Linked DNA regions of Mus musculus: region 1 is linked to region 2. The links are chromatin contacts, called in public Hi-C maps. All regions are on one chromosome and are shown on one strand. Each heading gives the region's core, a stretch centred on a gene start, on an enhancer-like site or on the middle of the called end of the contact. The rest is flanking DNA. Distances are from core to core; before and after follow the strand shown.

The links. A called contact is a pair of places that touch in the nucleus more often than the background predicts.
Region 1: a contact with region 2 is called in a Hi-C map of cerebral cortex, with 4 times the contacts expected there. The contact joins two enhancer-like sites. A contact is called at or near these places in 7 of 484 Hi-C or Micro-C datasets (brain, cerebellar granule neurons, cerebral cortex and 4 more).

Annotation. Positions count from the first base shown.
Region 1 is chr8:126,256,378-126,260,150 of GRCm38.p6, reverse strand. The region is part of intron 2 of Slc35f3 (solute carrier family 35, member F3); the gene reads right to left. Among named protein-coding and RNA genes, the nearest start is that of Gm31165, 33 kb to the left of the region's middle. Within about 2 kb of position 2,025, at least 6 of the 459 cell types and tissues checked have an H3K27ac peak or open chromatin away from gene starts, as enhancers often do. A contact at or near this core is called in cerebral cortex, where this site is marked.
Region 2 is chr8:126,160,288-126,164,517 of GRCm38.p6, reverse strand. All of the region lies in intron 2 of Slc35f3 (solute carrier family 35, member F3), which reads right to left. Among named protein-coding and RNA genes, the nearest start is that of Slc35f3, 23 kb to the right of the region's middle. Within about 2 kb of position 1,312, at least 40 of the 459 cell types and tissues checked have an H3K27ac peak or open chromatin away from gene starts, as enhancers often do. A contact at or near this core is called in cerebral cortex, where this site is marked.

The sequences.
Region 1 (3,773 bases), core at 776-3,275, 95 kb before region 2:
CCCCTACCTCTACCCCTACCCCTGGTGTGGGTGGAGCCAGAGGAGAATGGGTGGGAGGAGGAGGTCTTGACTAGGGCGGTGCAAGCTGAGTAGAGAAGCCGGAAATGAAACATAGGGTCCATGACACAGCAAAGATCCAGTCCTTCCAGCAGGATCGATGGTACCAAAGCCAAAATCTCCAAGTTATTACTTTATTATTGACACAGCCATTTATCTTAATATCTAAGACTATCTTCATTCTACTGAGCATGACATGGGACATGCAGGCTTATGGAGGACAAAGAGGACATCTCGTGTATGCACAGGTCCCTGGGTAGCCACTGGAACACAAGAATGCTTTAGTCAACATGCACCAGGCTAATTACTTTTGGAGGAAAGTCGCATTAGGCTCCCATAGTTAATATGTCTCATCATCGCTAAGCTCTACTAAGCAGCTGGTAGATTCGGATCTCTCCAGCAATATACTGTCACTTGTCCTTCACCAAGAAAGTCGTCTTAAATCCTCACACTTGATGGGGATATCAAGATAAAAAATTATTTTCCCCCCACTAAGGAATAATGGTCCAAACTCAGTAGTTTCCATCTTTAGCCTGGCACGGAGACTCATTGCAATCCCAGTGCTTGGAAGGCTAACACAGGAGGTTTTGCTATGAGTTCAAGGCCAGCTCAGGCTACAGAGTGAGATTCTGTCTCAAAATCATAGAAATTAACTAAAAAAGTTTAAATAATTAATGTTTTTTTAAAAATTCAGCATTTCCTGCTTGGCAGGTAGAAAGAATCCCAGGAAGTTGCTTGAGACTACCTTAAGCAATGTAAAAACAAGATTTTCAGATATGCAAACTGATTGGATTTAGTAAGCTCCAAGTAAATGCTTAAGTAACCGATTCCTGATTATGGATCTTAAGGAGGATCAATGTAGAGAATGTAAGCAAGACTGAGTTTACAGCTGGGTGTGGGGTTCACTCACACACAGCCGTGACTCTGGCAGAGGGGAAGGAGACGGGGGTGGGGTGGGGTGGGGGGGCCGGGGGACCAGGCTTCAAGCTCCTCCTGCATTGGCAAACTGAGACCCAGGACACCTGCCTAGCCAGGTGTGGTCTCTTGCACTGCTTCGTGAATGTGGCTGCAGCTGTGCAGGATGACCTGACTGCTCTGAGCACAGCTTTTCATCTTCTGGAATGTAAGTGTGCCGTGGTCCTTGGCAAGGGAGGGGCACAGTGCATGTGCACCACGCACAAAGTTCTGGGCAAACATATCATACACATTCCTAGGTCTCAGCAGATGCCCTACACATGGCAGCTGACTTGTTACTGTTATTCCCAGAAGGACATGAACAGCCATGGCTTCCTGGTAGCACACCCCCCTGACTTTGAAGACTTTATGAGCAGAGGTTAAACCTTACTTTTATATCATGCACAATGGATCCCAACTCCCATTTACCAATGATAATATCATTATGACTGTTCTATCAGCTACTTTTCTTATCTCTGTGACCCAGTATATGACAAGGAGCTTAAGGGAAGAAAGATTTATTCTGGTTCATGATTCAAGGAAGAGGCAAGGCCAGGTATTGCAGACACTACTACTTGAGTTGAGGGAATTGGGGATTGGAGCTCACGTCCTCATCCTTGTGGGGCACTTTAGCCACTCACATCTCAGCTCCGCTTTTATACCAACATGACAGGATTGCCCTTTAAAGTTTCCCTTTATAAACAGCAACAAACAAAAGCCCCAAATGCGCGTCGGGGGCTCCAAAGGACCACGCCCCTCCCGACCGCTGCTTAGCAACCCGAGGAAGCCGGGCTGCGAAGACGTGCAGTCAGCGCCACCTGGTGCCTGTGAACAGGAGTGATGAAACTTCCTCTTGCCAACTCCACACTCAGACCCAAACCTTAGTTAAGTCTCTTGTTCCGCACTGGTAGTTCGGTTTTGCTTCTGAAAATAGCAGTAGCTCTCTCTGCATAGGACATCACCTCCAGGGATGAACGTGCACGAATCTGAGGAGAGGCTACTCTACTGCCTTTAGATGTCGGGGTGCCATTCCATGGGCGGAGGGTCTGGGAGGAGGAGGTGAGCTGAGCGGAGGCCTTCATGTCTCTCTGCTTCCTGACTGCTGTCTGTCACCTCTGCTGCCACATCCTTCTGTCACAATGGATGGTATCCCTCCAAGAGTGAGCCTAGAGAAACCCTCCTTCCTTAACTTGCTCTTATTGGGTCTTTTCTCAGCAAGCAAACTAAGACACCTGACAAGACCAACCTAGGGCTGAGAGGTGATGAGAAACAGGACCGGAAGCAGGCGGAGCAATGCCCCCTTCCCGAGTGCACCTCATCTGCCCCTCTCGGCTCCCTTCGTGAGTGAACCTCGCCTGCCCTAGAGACTCTCAGCACAGATGCCCTGTTCTGAACCTGCCACGTTCAGGAGCTGGAACTCAGAAAGTGTAACTTCCCCCCTCCCTCCTCCCAGCCTCCACCTGTGTTCTCTTTTTTTTCCCCCGTTCAAAATTGCTGTCCTCGAGTTCCCTTCTGTATCAGTTCTTAAAATTCTTTTTCCATGAGAGGACAATGCACAAAAGAAACCCCGTGTCCCTTGGTGACACTTTCCAAGGTTCTTAAAATACCTCACAGACCTTGGGCTCCTCGCTGCCAGCTGGGAGTGTCTGCAGAGCTTCGCCCACAGAGGAAATTTCCTGGAAAGGCAGGCAGGCAGGCCGCCTCTCCAGATGGACCGGCTCTATCCAATCCCTCCACGTCCCAGCCCCAATGCAAGAGCTTTAGTTTGATGATGGGGTCACCGTTCTGTCATTGGGCTGAGGGGTTTACACATGGTAATTATCCTAAGTTCATGGGACCTCTGAGGGACTGGGAGCACCATACAGACAGCCACAGAATGCCAATTATAAACTCCTCAGTCATAGTTAAACATTGGCTGCAACCCTCAAGTGTAATCGAGGGGAACTGGGTTTGAGGTTCCTTTGGGATTCTCTGGCTTAAGGATGAATTCTGACTTGATTAACATGGGAGAGAAAGGAGCATGCTTGGGTCTTGTTTCTTATTACAAAGACACATAGCACTAGACACAGATTAATCCACAAAAGCCATGGCAAGGACCTTGAATGGTCTTAAGTGCTATGAAAATGCGGCCTTGCCACTCCAAGCTCCTCACCCCCAAATCCCCTCCCCATACACATTGATCTCTACAGGGGCTTAAAAGGAGGGGCGTTGTCAGCCTCTTCCTACATGCCCTACAGTTGTCACGGGTGACAAACCCCATTATGCATTTCTTCAGTTAGCAAAATAAGAGTCCTGGAGAAGCTATTCCTATCAGTTCCTGCTCGCAGCTTTTAAATCCTGGTCTCCCGAGGGTTGGCTTGTCATTACTTTGTAAAACCAGCAAAGGGCGCACAGGGCTCATGTTGGTACCTCTGCATCCCTGGCTATTATATCCAGGTGCAAAAGACCCTTTCTATTGTGCACAAACAAGTCCACATAAACACCAAACGAGAGCTAAATTCCCAAAGTCACATCTAGCCCTGCCTCTGGAAAAAAATCCAGGATTTTTTTTTTCTTTTCTCTGTTAATAACACACAACAGTAGATCATCTATGCCTTTAAGCTTTCTGTGTAGGTTGCCAGTGAGTGTTCTGAAACCCCACCACCATCACCCACAGGGCTAACCCTACCTATTATATAAGTGAGCTTAAACTAAATTCTCCACGTAATTCAAGAGCCTTCCCACGTTAAGGAGCTGTGCTGCTCTGTTATAGGAACTGACTA
Region 2 (4,230 bases), core at 63-2,562:
CCTTGAAGGCAGCCTCTGGAGGTCTAGGCAGCATCTTCACTTCAGAAGCAGCACTGGGGAGCCGATGGTTTTCAGAAAGCTAAATTTTGAATCCCCTGTCAGACCCAGCACCACTGTGGACCAGCAGGCTCACTCACCTCCTTAAGCTTTACCGGGCTCAGCGCACACATCTACCTGGTTGGTGACAGAGAGACTTGGTGGTCTCTCTAGTCAAGGGATCCTTGCTTGGAAACAGAAGGTGATGCTTAGAATGCGCGGCACAGCCTGCCTCAGAGGCACATCATTTGCCACTTCTCCTGAGGGACACTGAGTGAGGCTCTTCACTGGTCTGGCTTTGTTACTTTTCTTACTGCTGTGACAGAATACATGACAGGAAGCTACTTAAAAGAGGAAGGATTTATTTCGGGTTCAGAGTTTGAGGGTGGAATTCATTATGGTCTGGAAGGTAGAGTTGTGTGACCACGTTCTCCTAATTGGAACACTCCCTTCAGCAGGGGAGAGGAAGCTCGGGACTCTCCAAGGGCTTGGGGACTTGAGGAAGTTACAAGTCCCCAGGTCTGCTCCCTGGGGTTGCAGAGGAAGTGATGGTGTTAGGTGGCGGAGACTCTCTAGATGTTTAAGCTGTTTAGTGCTGTGCACTGGGGGTGGGGGTGGGGGATAGGTCCAGGGATGCAGCTTTCCTGAGGCATCATGATGGGGCAGGCCTTCAGGGATGCAATTGACATCCAAGCCCCCATCACTGACTCCTGCAGCCATGACTTAGTAACTTGCCACTTGGTGGACCTCACTGGTCCACCAAGCTACACTTGATGGAATTGTCTCATTGGCCTGTTCTTGGTGCCCTATCTGGGGTAAGTAGATAATTTCCCACACGATGACAGTGGAGTCACTCATGACTGTGTGTGCAGAAATATGTGGTAGCAGAAATATGTGGTTACTGATTCATAAGCTAGTGGGTCAGGATTCAAAGTGGGAAAGGAAGCAGGCCTGGGCTACATACAAGCTTCAAGGCCCAGCCTTTAGAGAACTACTTCCTCCATCTAGGCCCTGCCTCCCAAAGGCTCCACAGCCTCCACCAACAGTGCCATTAGCTGGAGGTCATAGGTTCAAACCCAAGTCACTGACCTCCGAATCAATCTGGCCTCCCTGAGGGAACAGCCTTTCTGAGTCCTCAGTGGTGGGGTTTGTAAAGGGGGAAGTAAGGAAGATCTAATCTAGCACGAAAGGCTGAAAGCCAGCATCTCTGCACAGCAAACACGGTGGGATGAAAAGAGCTCCTCTGCCAGCTCTGGCAGAGCAGAGAGCCATCTGCCAGCGAGCTTCAGAGGATGTCTGCCCAGCGGGACACGGGAACAGATGATTGGTGAGGTCTTTTCCAAGTGTGAACTCTTGAAAGCAACACGGGAGTTAGCTGCGGCATGGGTGGGGTGGGTGTGATGGAAACGCAGACAACAGAGACAGCAATCTAATTGCCTCACCTGAGGGCCACAGGGAGCTGTCTCCTTCTGTCATCTCCTGGCAAGGTGGTGGAGCAGCGACTCATTTGCTCCTTCGGGAGGCAGACACAGTGCAGCTGTTCATTTATGAAGGGAAGAGGGCTGAGGGCACTGGGACAAGGAGGCTGTGTGGGCCACGTGTGAATTGCATACAGACAAAACTGCAGCCCTGTCTGGAAGGGTGTCAGCACTGAGGGTCACAGCTACAACCTGGAACTGGATGAGTCTGTTCAGTCATCAGCCCCAGAGATGACTCTTCAGGAGGAAGAATATGGAAACACACAGAGGAGACAGACTGGATTCTGTCCCCAGTAAGACGCTACTCAGAAAATGGGACACAGCACACAGCAGGACGGGAACATCAATCCAGGTCTCAGCTGACCAGTAAACTCAGAAGATTCAGGGCAGAGTAGGTCATTACTTTTAAAATTCCCTGATGACTCCCAGATAATATCCAGAGTTGAGAAAGAACAAGGAACTAGTCTCAGCTATGCCAACAACTAAGCAGTCATGTGTGTGTGTGTGTGTGTGTGTGTGTGTGTGTGTGTGTGTGTGTGTATGAGAGAGACAGAGACAGAGACAGAGAGAGAAAGAGTCTGTGTGTTTGGCTGTGAGTGTGTGTGTGTGTGTGTGTGTGTGTGTATGAGAGAGACAGAGACAGAGAGAGAAAGAGTCTGTGTGTTTGGCTGTGAGTGTGTGTGTGTGTGTGCATGTGTGAGTGTGTGTGTATGAGTATGTGTTTAGCTGTGAGTGTGTGTGTATGAGTATGTGTTTGGCTGTGAGTGTGTGTGCATGTGTGAGTGTGTGTGCATGCGTGAGTGTGTGTTTGACTATGTGTGTGTGTATGTGTGAATGTGTGCATGTATGAGTATGTATGTGCATGTATGTGTTTGACTGTGTGTGTGCTTGTATGTGTGTGTGTTTGGCTGTGTATGTGGGTGTGTGCATGTGTGAGTATGTGGATGTATGTGTATGCATGCATTTAGAGTGTGTATTTGGCTGTGAGAGTGTGTGTGAGTGTGTGTGTGTATGCATATGTGAGTGTGTGTTTGGCTGTGAGAGTGCATGTGTGCATGCATTTGAGAGTGTGTTTGACTGTGCATGCATGTGTGTAAATGCATGTGTGTATGAGAATATGCGTGTGTGTATGTATGTGTGAGTGTGTGTTTGACTGTGTGAGTGTGTGAGTGTGTGTGTGTGTGTGTGTGTGTGTGTGTGTATGTGTGCATGTAGAGGCCAAAGATCAACTTCAGGTGCCACTCCTCAGGCATGAGCCACCTTGTTTTGGTGGCACGGTCTTTAGCTATCTTTGGGATCACTCAGTAGGGCAGGCTTGCTGGTTACTGATCCCCAGGATCCTTGTTCTGTCTCTGCCTCCCTAGTGCTGTGATTACACATGGTTGCCACCATGCTGCCTTTCTCCTGTGGGCTCTGGCACTCAAACTTGGGTCTTCCTGCTTGGAGGGTGTACTGGCTGGTTTTGGGTGTCAACTTGACACAGCTGGAGTTATCACAGAGAAAGGAGCTTCAGTTGAGGAAATGCTTCCACGAGATCCAGCTGTAAGGCATTTCCTCAATTAGTGATCAAGGGGGAAAGGCCCCTTGTGGGTGGGACCATCTCTGGGCTGGTAATCTTGGGTTCTATAAGAGAGCAGGCTGAGCAAGCCAGGGGAAGCGAGCCAGTAAGGAACATCCCTCCATGACTTCTGCATCAGCTCCTGCTTTCTGACCGGCTTGAGTTCCTGTCCTGACTTCCTTTGGTGATGAACAGCAGTATGGAAGTGTAAGCTGAATAAACCCTTTCCTCCCCAACTTGCTTCTTAGTCATGATGTTTGTGCAGAAATAGAAACCCTGACTAAGACAGAGGGCAAGCACTTTAGTGACCAAGCCATCACCCTAGCTAAGCAATCTTGGTCAGGTCCCTCAATCTCCTGGGAAACAAAGTGACTCCATGTGATACCCGTACGGTGCCAAGGCTACCCCCATCCTCCACAACTGTTCTATAGTTCCTGAAGCTTCGAAACTTGTTCTCACTTCTTTCTGCCCATTCAGTCGGTAACTCTGACTGATGTCCGCATTGCTGAACGTGGATGCAAACACAGAATCCCATCAGCGTCTTGGTGTGACCTGTTATTTAAAACTGTAACATTTCTCCTCTCCCTCTTGAATGCTGTGGGCTGCCAACCCTCCCCACTCCTTCATCCCCTGGGCTTGGAGGAAATGAAAAGGCCATTGGGAGAGATTTCCATTTTGCATACTTATTACTCCCCTCCCCCATTTCTGTAGCAGCTGTGGCTCAGGGTAAAAAGTCATTAAGTATTTTGAACTATCTGGCTGTCAAAGTATTCGTTTCTGGAACTTCAGATAAGACTAAGCTACCGCCTTTAAAAAAGGAAAAAAGAGAGATACCAGAGTCAATGATAAGTGGCTTCAATGTGCAATGACCAGGCACAGCTCAGTATCTGTGGGTAAGCTAAGTGACTAGAATATAAGAGTGTGCCATCAAGTTAGACACATATGCAAACGCCATGGAAATGTGTCTTTTGTCTCCGGATAGACCCTGGAGACAACAGGCGCATGGAATGGAAAGTCAGCCCTTCTCCCCAACAGGGAGAGCTTTTTCATATTTCTTCCTTTCATGATCCTTTCCACAGTTCAAAAGGCAAATCATAATAATAGTATAAATAGTAGTTTGAAATGTTTTTGTAATTTTGACCATGGAAAAGAGGGTAA